Linked DNA regions of Sus scrofa: region 2 is linked to region 1. A link is a contact called in public Hi-C data. All regions are on one chromosome and are shown on one strand. Each heading gives the region's core, a stretch centred on a gene start, on an enhancer-like site or on the middle of the called end of the contact. The rest is flanking DNA. Distances are from core to core; before and after follow the strand shown.

Region 1 (5,848 bases), core at 1,982-4,481:
GGGGTAAGACACAAACACTCAGTATGTAAAACCCGGCTGCCACAGTAGAGGACCGCCAGGAGCTGTGTGGATCCCACAGAGGGTCCTCACCTCTAGGCCTAACTCCCTACCTGGGGTCCTTAGGATTATAAAATTTAGCATTCAAAACATACTAATACTGACTATTAAATAGGCTCCAGGTGAATCCTGGAATGTATGAATGTAGACTACATTTTCTCATTAAGTTGTATTTTGTAGTACAGGCACAGGAAAGATGTGACCATGTGCTGGCTGGGTTCCAGGGTAGGTAATCTTTCTTTGCCCTGTGCCCTTTGCTATCACTGATTATTTATGTCCTTGGATTTTACTTACACTTTCCTTATTTACAGTTTTTCAGAAAGAATAGATTCTAAAAGACTTTTTTTGTGTGTGTGTGTTTTCTAGGGCAGCATCCGTGGCATATGGAGGTTTCTAGGCTAGGGGTCTAATCAGAGCTGTAGCCGCTGGCCTACACCACAGCCACAGCAACGCGGGATCCTTCACCCACTGGATGAGGCTAGGGATTGAACCAAAACCTCGCGGTTCCCAGTTGGATTCGTTAACCACTGAGCCATGACAGGAACTCCTAAAAGCCTTTTAAAATCATTCAGAGATTGTGCATTTGTTAAATGCCTTGGCTCTTAAACCCCACCCAATTAAGTCACTTATACTTATGCAGAACACCAAAAAAAAAAAAAAAAAAAAAAAAAACCCCAAACAAAAGCTACTGAAGGTTGTTTTCATTTCTACAACTACATAGGGAAAAAAAGTCCTTTATTCTTATCAGACTGACTTTCTCACCTTCTGATTTAGAAAAGAAGACAACTTTTTGCAATTCTCTGGAGTTTAAATTAGAAGTTATAGCTCTGTATCTCGACTGAGAAAGCTCAGCTCCCTACTGTCACCCACATCTCTGGGAGTCTCATGCCAGTCTGGGGCTGCCAAGTGTTCCATTTCTATAATTGCTTAGTGTGCTGCAACTAACTGCTCTGCTGCAATGATATGAAAAGCATTTCCCTCTTTCCATCAGATTTCCTCAATATTCATATTCAGTCAAAATTTGCTCAAGATTTATTGTGTTTCAACCCTGAGTGGAGGGTTTTACCTTGCTCCAGGGCTAACAGAGCAGGTGTGTACAGGCCCAGAAATGATGCCCTTGCTGCATTTGGTCTTTATGTGAATTTCAGACCTGGTATTGCATTTACAATTTCTGAGCTAAGTAGGAAAGCCTTATAAAGTTGAAAAGTTTTCATTTCCAAAATATTCAAGAACAGTGTAGTTCCTTATCAGGGTGAACTATGGTGCACTGCGGTCCTCAGTGCAGGCTGAGAACACAGACCCCTCTGACGGATGTGCAGGGTTAGCTTATGGTAGTGTGTGGAGCAGCTTCTTTCACCAGAAATTTCTGACTTCTCTCCTATTCCAGCAAGACCTTCAAACAGCAGAGTGATGGCCACACTGTCAGCAAAAGGATGAAGAAGAAAGAGAAAGCAATGGGGTTTACAGTGGTTGACAAAGAATTGAGTTCTAACCAAAATAAAATGTACACATCTTCATTATCTCCCCATATTTTTCAAGCTTCCTCAGCAAAAATAAATGCTAGGGAACTACACATTAATAATAACGACTTCCCAGCATCCTCAAAGCTGTAACTTTTATTTTTTAATTCATGCCAGAAAGAATCACAACCACTAACAACGTTATTTTGTAAGTTCTTCCCCCCTCTAGTTCTGGGCTGGGGTACAAAAGGAAAAGGAAAGGAAAAATAACCGAGGAGGAGAGAAGGCTCAGATGTGTCCACACGACACGGCGCTGATCCCTTGCCCTGGGGTTGGTTGCGAGTCCGTCCGTAGCCCTTGGCATAGCCAGGGAAAAGGTCAACAATGCAGATCGTAGTGAATGCCAGCTTGCTGTGCCCCGGTTTCTAAAACCGCAAGTCCCCCACTTCCAAAATTCTCTAACAGCTGCTCTACCGTTAAATGCACAAAACCCGGACGCGGTGTGGTTTTCTGAAGACCTCATAGCGGAGGAAAAGGGTTGAGAGTAGGAAAGGAGCAATTCCCTGCCTCTTCCCCCACATCCTGGCGGGACCAACACCTGTCCTCGTTCCAGGGCCCAGTGCAGCACCTGGTCGTGTGCAGGAGGGTGCCTGTTCTCTTTGCTAGGCTAGGTTCCCCTGCTGTCCACGCTCCATATCGCGATCCGACCTTACCAGAATGTTTAGCTGACCGTAAACCCCTCTGTTAGCTACCAGAAGCGGCTAATGTGCGCGGCCATATTGAACACGCCCCTCGTCCCGCCCCTTACGTCACACGTCATATACGCAATCACGTCACGCCTTCGTTCGCCCGGCCCACGTCCTGACAAAGCCTGAAGTACTGCTCCGGCAAAACTCCCCGCGTCGGAACCCGAACTTGTTTTCCGACGAGCCAGGGTCCGGGTCTGCGCCTGCCCTCCGCCCCAACTACGTCTGTGCTGCCATGGCTGCGGGCATCCCGCTCCACTCAAGCGCCTGCGCGCTAACTTGGTCCCGCCCCTGGCCTCCGCTCAGGCCCATCCCTACTTGGAGCTGGGCCATCTTTGTCGAACCCCCTGAGTGCAGCAAAGCCACACCCCCAGGGACGCGCCGCGTCCCCACGTTCAAGGTACGTTCTTACGCTGCACCTACACAGGGCCGTCCTTTTTGTTACGTCACTCGCGTCCCCTACACTACCCCTGGGACCGCCTTTCCATCGGCGTCCACGCCCCTGGACCCTTCTTCCTTGCGCTTTCCCCTTATCCTCCGGGCCACACTCCTTGCGCAGACCCCAAGCTCCTCCCTTGTGTCCCTCTCTTGGCTTTCCACTCTGGTAATTCCTCCGTTCTCTGCCAGAGCTCCCCGCTCCCGCAATCTCGACCGAATCTGCCTTGCCCTTACGGGCAGCTGCGCCACGCTCTTCACGGCCTAAGTCCCACAATTTCAGGGCTTACCGCTTGGCTCGGCCTAGGCCACGCCCCTCTCGACGTTTGCCGTCGCTGACGCTCCTTCCCACGGTGTCCAGGCCCCGCCCCTCAGTCCTGGGCCCCATTTTTTCTCTTCTAAGTTCTCCTCTCCTTTGTCTTGGCCAATCCCAGCGCTCAGCGCACACCCCACCTTAAGATCTTGAGATCCTTGTTGGGCACCCTCACTCCGCGCGTGCGCATTTCCCTACACTTCCGTCACGGCTGCTCACCGCATTCTCAGACCATCCACTTGTAGTTGCACACTGGCCAGGTCCACGCCTCCTGCTCTCCCTCTGCAGGCGGAGCCTGGTCCTGGGAAGCCGGAGTGGAACAGCCAGGGCCCACGAATTTCCCGAACTAAGTCGCCCAGGTCTCAGAGCTAGATGTCAGAGCCATTTATAGAGTGAAACAAGCCTGCATATATCTGATCCCCGTCTAAAAACAGTCTTTCTTCATATTTTTCCCAGTTCCAAACACCACATCTCTAGGAGCAGAAACCAGATAGGAAACATAACTGAGGACCAACTGGAACTGTGTTCCTACCAGCTCCTCAGCTGACTTTAAATGCTAGCTGGCTGCACGCAGTAAGCACACCCTTCTACTTCCTGATGTCGCCTTCACACGACTTTTCCTAGGCACCTAGTGCCCTCCTGCAGTCTAGGGCCTGTGGAGACAACAACACCACACTTAAGATCTCTGCCCCTTGCTCCGAGATTAATCTTCTTTACTTCATTTACAATTCTGGGTCCACAGGAAAAATGTGAGGAGGTTATTATTACCAGCTTTTTTTTCCTGTCCAAAAGTCTCTGAATGGCACTCCTAGGGAAAGGGCCCTTTCCATGAGCCATTTAGTTATTCATTGAAATCCTGTTTATGGAGTACTGTGTTCCAGTGACAGAGCAAACCTAAAGGAGTTTTGTTTTTTTTAAATCATCTTTATTCTCAAACACAAAAAAAGAAATGCCAAAACAAAAACTCCTGGAAAAGTTAAAAATGAAGCAAAAGAAAAAAAAGTAAATATTCACTGAAAGAAAGCTGGTATATTAATATTCATATCAGACAAATAAAAGAATAAGCATTAAAAGAAAAAGACTATCTACTGATAAACAATCCGACAGAAGAAAAAGCGTCAACATGTATGTACCAAAAACATTGCCTAAAATATGTAAATATAATATGTAAAACAAATATGTAACAAACATGTTCAGACTCGCAGGGACAAATTCACAATTTTTCCTTAAAATCCATAATACTTTAATCCTCCCCTCTTAGAAAATAGTAGCTAAATCTGACAGAATTAGTAAAGAATATTTACCAAGGAAACTTTTTTGTTTTTTTCTATTTTATTTTTAAAATTTGTTTAATGATTTTAATTTTTTCCATCATAGCTGATTTACAGTGTTCTGTCAATTTTCTACTTACTGTACAGCAAGGTGACCCAGTCACACATACATGTATACATTCTTTTTGTCATATTATCATGCTCCATCATAAGTGATTAGATAGAGTTCCCAGTGCTATACAGCAGGATCTCATTGTTTATCCATTCCAAAGGCAATAGTTTGCATGTGTGAACCCCATATTCCTGGTCCATCCCACTCCCTCCCCCTTGACAACCACAAATCTGTTTTCCATGTCCATGAGTTTCTTTTCTGTGGAAAGGTCATTTGTGCTGTGTATTAGATTCCGGATATGAGTGATATCATATGGTATTTGTCTTTCTCTTTCTGACTTAATTCACTTCATATGAGTCTCTAGCTCCATTCATGTTGCTGGCATTATTTTGTTCTTTTTTATGGCCGAGTAGTATTCCATTGTGTATATATACACCACATCTTCTTAATCCATTCATCTGGCGATGGACATTTGGGTTGTTTCCATGTCTTGGCTGTTGTGAATAGTGCTGCAGTGAATATACAGGTGCATGTATCTTTCTTAAAGAAAGTTTTTTCTGGGTATATGCCCAAGAATGGGATTGCTGGGTCATAGTTCTAGATTTAGTTTTCTGAAGTACCTCCATCCTGTTTTCCATAGAGGTTGTGCCAATTTATATTCCCACCAACAGTGTAGGAGGGTTCCCTTTTCTCCACACCCTCTCCAGCATTTGTTACTTGTGGACTTATTAACAATGGCCATTCTGACAGATGTGAGGTGTGGTACCTTATAGTAGTTTTGATTCGCAGTTCTCTAATAATCAGTGCTGTTGAGCATTTTTTCATGTGCTTGTTGGCTGTCTGTATATCTTCTCTGAAGAAATGTCTATTCAGATCTTTTGACCATTTTTCCATTGGGTTGTTGGCTTTTTTGCTGTTGAGTTGTATAAGTTGTTTGTATATTTTAGACATTAAGCCCTTGTCTGTTGCATCGTTTGAAACTATTTTCTCCCATTCCATAGGTTGTCTTTTTGTTGTTGTTTTTTATGGTTTCCTTTGCTGTGCAAAAGCTTGTCCATTTGATTAGGTCCCATTGGTTTATTTTTACTTTTATTTCTGTTGCCTTGGGAGACCTAAAAACACATTTGTAAGGTTGATGTCAGAGAATGTCTTGCCTATGTTCTCTTCTACGAATTTGATGGTGTCTTATCTTATGTTTGAGTCCTTAAGCCATTTTGAGTTTATTTTTGTGCATGGCGGGAGGGTGTGTTCCAGTTTCATTGATTTACATGCCTCAAGGAGCTTTAGCTTGAAATTCCTCAGCTTGGTTTTGGATGCGACAAGAAATGATTAGAAAGGGAAGATGTGGTAAGGGGGTTGGTTATAGATGGAAAAGGACTTGGTAAATGCTGGTCTCTTTTTTAAAAAATTGAGATATAATTGACATATTACATTATATTGGTTTCAGGGGTACA
Region 2 (5,848 bases), core at 1,270-3,769, 1.0 Mb before region 1:
GAATTAGGAATATGTTTTCAAGCTAGCAGCCCAGAGGAAATAAAAAAACGAAAGGTCCTAAGGAAAGAACTTAAAAGTGACTTACGCAAATAGGAGATATTCAACCAATTTTTTAATGAAAATTCAAAAACTCATATTGAACCATGCATTTTAATTCCATGTCAGAGTCAAGTGGAAATCAAAAGGAAAAAAGAGGCCCAGAGAAGCCCGAGCAAAGAGGAAAGGTGTCTGAGATAAGTAAACAAAAATGAGGGAGTTCCTGTCGTTGTGCAGTGGTTAACGAATCGACTAGGAATCATGAGGTTGCGGGTTCGATCCCTGGCCTCGCTCAGTGGGTTAAGGATCTGGCATTGCTGTGACCTGTGGTGTAGGTCGCAAATGCAGCTCGGATCTGGCGTTGCTGTGGCTGTGGTGTAGGCCGGTGGCTACAGCTCCGATTAGACCCCTAGCCTGGGAACCTCCATATTCCACGGGAGCGGCCCTAGAAAAGGCAAAAAGACAAACACACACACACACACACACAAACACAAAAACACAAAAAACAAAAATGAGACAGTAGACACACAGGACTATTCTTATCCAGCTGTTCACCAGAGCACTGCCTCAAAGGGTCATTACCATTTAAAATGCTGGCTGATTAAACCTCAGTTCCTAATTCAGACTTTTTGTCCTTATCCTTGCGGCATAAAAAGGAACTTACGCCCTCAATTGCAGCAGCTTTTTATCAGAGTTCTCCCCTGGGGGAACCTATGAAATCAAACACTGAGATTGGCTCCCCACCCTCAGGGAATAAATAAGTGAGGTGTCCAAAGTGACAGTGTTGAATCCCTAGAGTACGTTCCGTCCACGGCTTTTTTTTCAGTCCTGCAAGTGCTGGATCTTTCTTTTAGAGCACAAAGAGGGAAAGAAAGAGAGGTAATTGAGAGGCAGTAACACCCTCATGCAGAGAGGTGAAAACACCCGACCTTAGAAACAGCTCCCCCCCTCAAGCTAGTTCTTGACACTCTGCAGAGGTAAGCCGAACCTTTGTTCTCCTTTTTCAAGTACACAAATCGCATTAGGAAAATATTATTTCGTAATTTTCTACAGGAGCAATCTTTGAGTACTCAAATGCGTAATTAAGTAACACGAAATAGCCCCGAGTGATAAAGCAGGACGTCCAACAAGTTGAACATTTCAATCTGCTCAACTCCAAGGAAAGAGACTTCCACCTTTCCATCTTTACAGCCCTTCTTCCACCTTTCTAGTCCTTTTCCCCGCATTTCTCTATTCCTGGGCCCTGACAGCCCTGTACCCCGTTTGTTGTGCAATCTTTTTTGAACTCCACCCACTGACTCCAGAACAAGTGGAATTCTCTCGTTCTGAAGGTCTTGATTTTCCTGTATCCAGGGAGTCACCGAAAGCTCCTTGACGTGAGTCAAGTAAGGCAAGGGAAACGGTCCAGACTGACTCCCAGATTAAGAGACCAAAGGCCAAGGTAGGGGACGCGCTCGAGTTTTCACCCATCAAATAAAAAAAGAAAAAAAAGGCCGGGGGGGGGAGGGAATATCGAGAAGAGGGAATGAGGGCTTGATTGGGAAGATCAGCTCTCCGCGATGCTGCTCCCAACTCTGTGGGACCCAGGTCCGCCAACATCCCGTCCCCAAGGGCCGCCCCACGTGCAGCCAAATCCGTGGAGCCCAGAGACGAGCCCCAGGGCCTGGGTCCCGCGGGCCGAGCGGCCCGGCTCGCCAGCCCGCGCAGTGGCGGGGAGCGCGGGGTGGAGGGGGGCGGGTAAAGGGGGGCGCAGTGCAGCCCCGGCTCCCGCGCGGTTATCTTACTGCGCAACAGCCTCAACCGCGCCGCCGGGGCGCAACCCCGCAGCACGCCCTGCGCACCTGCCCCGCGCGAGGAGGGCCGGCCCGTGACCCCGGGCAGCTCCCCGACGGCGGCGCCCAGCGCTGGGAACACGGCAAGCATGTGGAGGGCGGCGGCTGGGAGCGGGAACACCTGGCGCCCGGGGCCCCGCGGCGCCGGCCGCACGTGGCTGTCACACCTGGCGCGCCCCCGCCAAACACCCCTTCCCCCTCCCACCAGGCTTCGCCCCCCTGCCCTCCTCCCGCCTCCGCCGCGCGCGCGCGCCTCCAAACCCCAACCATGGCCCCCTCCCACATCCATCCTGGTCCCACTCCTCCCACCTGCTCCCACTGCCGTCACCCCCGAGAGGGAAGAGGGCCGGATGTTCGTCCCGTGGCTAGAGGTAACCCGCGAGTGTGAAGAGGTGGACCCCAGTTCGCTAGCCCCAGCACTCCCCCGACCCGGCAACAAGGCGGGCGCCCCCCAGACTGACTTTCTGCCGCGGGCTGCGTCGCCGTCCGCCCCGTCCGGCCTCAATCGCCTCCTCGACGCCGCCGCCTCTTCCCCGCGCTGCCTCTTCTACCCGCGTCGCCATGAGGTGACGGCAGCAGCCAAACAAGCGGCCCGACAAGGGGCACGGAACCTCGCAGGGCCTCGCTCCCCGCCCCTGAACCCCTCCGCCAACCGCCGTTTGCAGGACTCCTCACGTGACCGGAGGAGGTTGGCCCCCGAGGGGACTGAGCAGAATGGGGGTGGGGAACATTGGAGCCTGGGCCGGGCTTCTGCAGGGCCGAAGGGCGAACGGAGGCCGCGCGAGTCTGCGCGAACGAAAAAAGGGACTCTAGGACGGACTACAAGTCCCGGCAGGCTGCGCGGCCACGGCTCTCAGGCCCGGATCAGGATTGGAGCGTCATTCAGCGTTTTGAGATGGGGAGAGACTCTGCCGTGCTGAGCATGCAGCTTCCTGGGACTTGTAGTTTTTTAGGGGCGATGTACCTGTACCGGAAGGTACTCTGTATTATCCTAGGGGAAAAGTTTAGAAGTATTTCAGTGTTTGCGAGGGAGCGGGATTGGAGGCACATTGATGTGCTTTTGTTTTTCTTGCTTTTCTTCGGAAGTGAGCCTGAATGATTGGGGGATGGGGGCAAGTTGTAATTGCTTCAAGGTGGGAGAGTTGTAATTGCTCAGTAATTTGACAGTTTCTGGCCCCAACACCTGTCGCGACTCCTTCCCCTCCACTGAGCACTCAGCATCGTTTATTGGACCTGAGGCCCTGCGGGGTGGGGGCTGCGTCGTATTCATCTTGGCTGAACTGCCCGGCTTCTAGCACATTTCTCCCCCCTTAGTTGGCGGTTAATACACATTGAACGTACCCTGCTTTCTTCACCACTCGTTTCGTCACTGAAATTTAATTAACTCGGTTAGCTGAAGCGATTCTTTTTTTCCTTGACGTGACTGGGGCAAAGATGGAGAAAATACCCCATCCTCAGAAATACTCCCCATTTACATCTGATGGAACCAGAGTTCCAATGACCGAGTTTCTGATAGTCACAGACCATCGTGAAATCCTGACATGTTGCCTTAAATAACTCATTATGAAAATTTTTGTAAATCCTATGCCTTTTTTTTTCTTTCTTTTTTTTTCTTTCCCAGGCTAGGGGTCAAATCAGAGCTGCTGGCCTACACCACTGCCACAGCAACGCAGGATCCCAGCCATATCTGTGACCTACACCACAGCTCATGGCAACACAGGATTCCTAGCCCACTGAGCGAGGCCAGGGATGGAACCGGAGTGCTCATGGATACTAGTAGGGTTCCTTACCCCTGAGCCACAGGGGAACTCCTCCTATGCCATTTTTTAAAATAAAGAATACAAAACAGTGGTAGCAGGCACCACAAATTTAATAACTTATTTGAGAGTAGATTCCAATATTGGGTTAATTACTTCTATTAATTTTAATTATTTCTGTACATTTGGGGAGAAGTACCATTATTTTATTTCACTGGCAGAACACCTCAGTCCAGCTTTTTTTGTTGTTTTTTTGGTTGCTCCTGAAGCATGCAGAAGTTCTTGGGCCAGGGATCGAACCTGGGCTGGATGCCGTGACCTGGGGTGCTGCAGTGACAATGTGGGATCCTTAATCCACTGAACCACAAGGGAACTTCCTCAGTCCAGTTTTGAGATTTCAAAACTAGAGTAGTAGATAATGAATCTTACCCAGACTGTGTATAAAGCTCATGGCCTCAACCACCACTCCTCACCTTTTTAAAGGCAAAAGTCCCAGAGAGATGCAGAATAAGTCTATCGGTAATGATTCTAACACATCCAGAGAACTAGATGTCAAAATGCACTGTAGTTAAATTATGGTACCATAGAACACCATGCAGCTACTAAAAATGTTAAACATTTTTTTAAATTGACCTAGAAAATATACATAGCACAGTGAGCTTTAAAAAGAAAAAAAAAAAAAATCCATTTAGGGAGTTCCCTGGTGGCTCAGTGGGTTGAGGACCTGCAGTTGTCACTGCTGTGACTCAGGTTGCTGCTATGGCTCAGGTTCAATCCCGAGAATTTCCACATGCCAAGGGTACGTATGGCCAAAAAAGAAAACAAAGAAAACAAAAGGACTATGCAAGTGACCTCAAGTCTTCAGAGAAATGAAAAATACCTAACTGTATTTTTTATATACATTCTTATTTCAAAGGTATTTGGAAGGCTTGTAAAATAGACACAATATGCCATGATATACATATCGCGTAGGTACATATCACATCATTCGTTTATACACAAAAAAATAGAGAAATGAGAAGAAAGTGAAAGTGAAAGAAGGATGGGGGAAAAATAAGATGACGTCATGGGTGAGTTCAGCCCATAAAACACACACCGTGAGGTCTTGTCCACAAGCTGAACATGAGCGAAATTTTTATTTTAAGCTTCTTGACAGCTGAGAAAAGAAGAAAACACAATTTACACAGTGATTCACAACATTACAAAATATTAAACCTAAACTGAGTGCTTAAGAGAAACATGGCTATTACTGCTCCCAGGAGAAATATCAATTTCAATCTGCTTCTTATAATGTCTTCACTGGAGGCAACGGTGTGTTTTAAATCTGTCCACAAGTTTTTCGATCCTTCTCCCTTCAAAAAAAGGAATCTGATTCCCCTTTTCTTGCATGTCCCTAGGCTTAGTGATTGGCTTTTAAGGAAGACAGCTTAGCAGCAGCAAGGATTTGTAGTTTCCAAAGCTGGGGAGAGAAAGACTAGTTTCTGCCTGGCTCTCTGGGTCTCAGATCACTCTCTTCTTTCTTGGGTCATACTAGCCTGATTTTTTTTTTTTTTTTTTTTTTTTTTTTTGTCTTTTCTGGGGCCCCACCCTGGGCATACGGAGGTTCTCAGGCCAGGGGTCCAATCAGAGCTGTAGCCGCTGGCCTAAACAGGCCACAGCCACAACAACTCCGGATCTGCGCCGCATCTGTGATCTACACCCCTGCGGTCAGGTCAACACTGGATCCTTAACCCACTGAGCGAGGGCAGGGATCGATACCCGCCACCTCACGGTTCCTAGTCAGATTCATTAACCACTGAACCCCGATGGGAATTCCGCAGACTAGCCTGATTTTTGAGAGACCCATTCTTTGTTTAGAATCTTATCTCAAATGCCTTCAAAGCGGTTTCTGTCTAGCCTTAGCCCAAGGCTTTGTAAAGCAATACGCTTATCTCTGCTGGGATCTGTAGTTTTTTATTTTAGGTCTTCAAGGGCTATCATTTCTTTTATTTCCAAATCCTTAGGAGACATCCTATGTTCTGTCTGCCTTAATTTTTCTCAGGTTCGCTCAGGGAGTTATTGACTCTTTTAAGAACTGTACCTGCCAGAAAGGTGAAAGTCACAAGACAAAGAGCTCCTTGCCAGCGGTTGTGGGGGGGGTTGGTATTCTCTCAACCCCAACCTTCCTAAAGACTATGCGTGTACCTGAATGTGGGCCCCCTTATGCAGATGCTTGGTAAAACT

What was found. Hi-C and Micro-C count contacts between places; a contact is called where the count stands out from the background.
Region 2: a Hi-C map of liver shows a contact between it and region 1, with 12 times the contacts expected there. The contact joins the promoter of TXLNG here to the promoter of LOC100621626 in region 1. A contact is called at or near these places in 1 of 5 promoter capture datasets (liver) and 1 of 47 Hi-C or Micro-C datasets (liver).

Annotation. Positions count from the first base shown.
Region 1 is chrX:12,221,508-12,227,355 of Sscrofa11.1, reverse strand. It overlaps LOC100621626 (carbonic anhydrase 5B, mitochondrial), which reads right to left and starts at 3,231. Exons shown (of 6, transcript XR_002340663.1): 1 at 2,989-3,231.
Region 2 is chrX:13,226,351-13,232,198 of Sscrofa11.1, reverse strand. TXLNG (gamma-taxilin) reads right to left here and starts at 2,519. Exons shown (of 10, transcript XM_013985941.2): 1 at 2,330-2,519. The coding sequence starts at 2,431.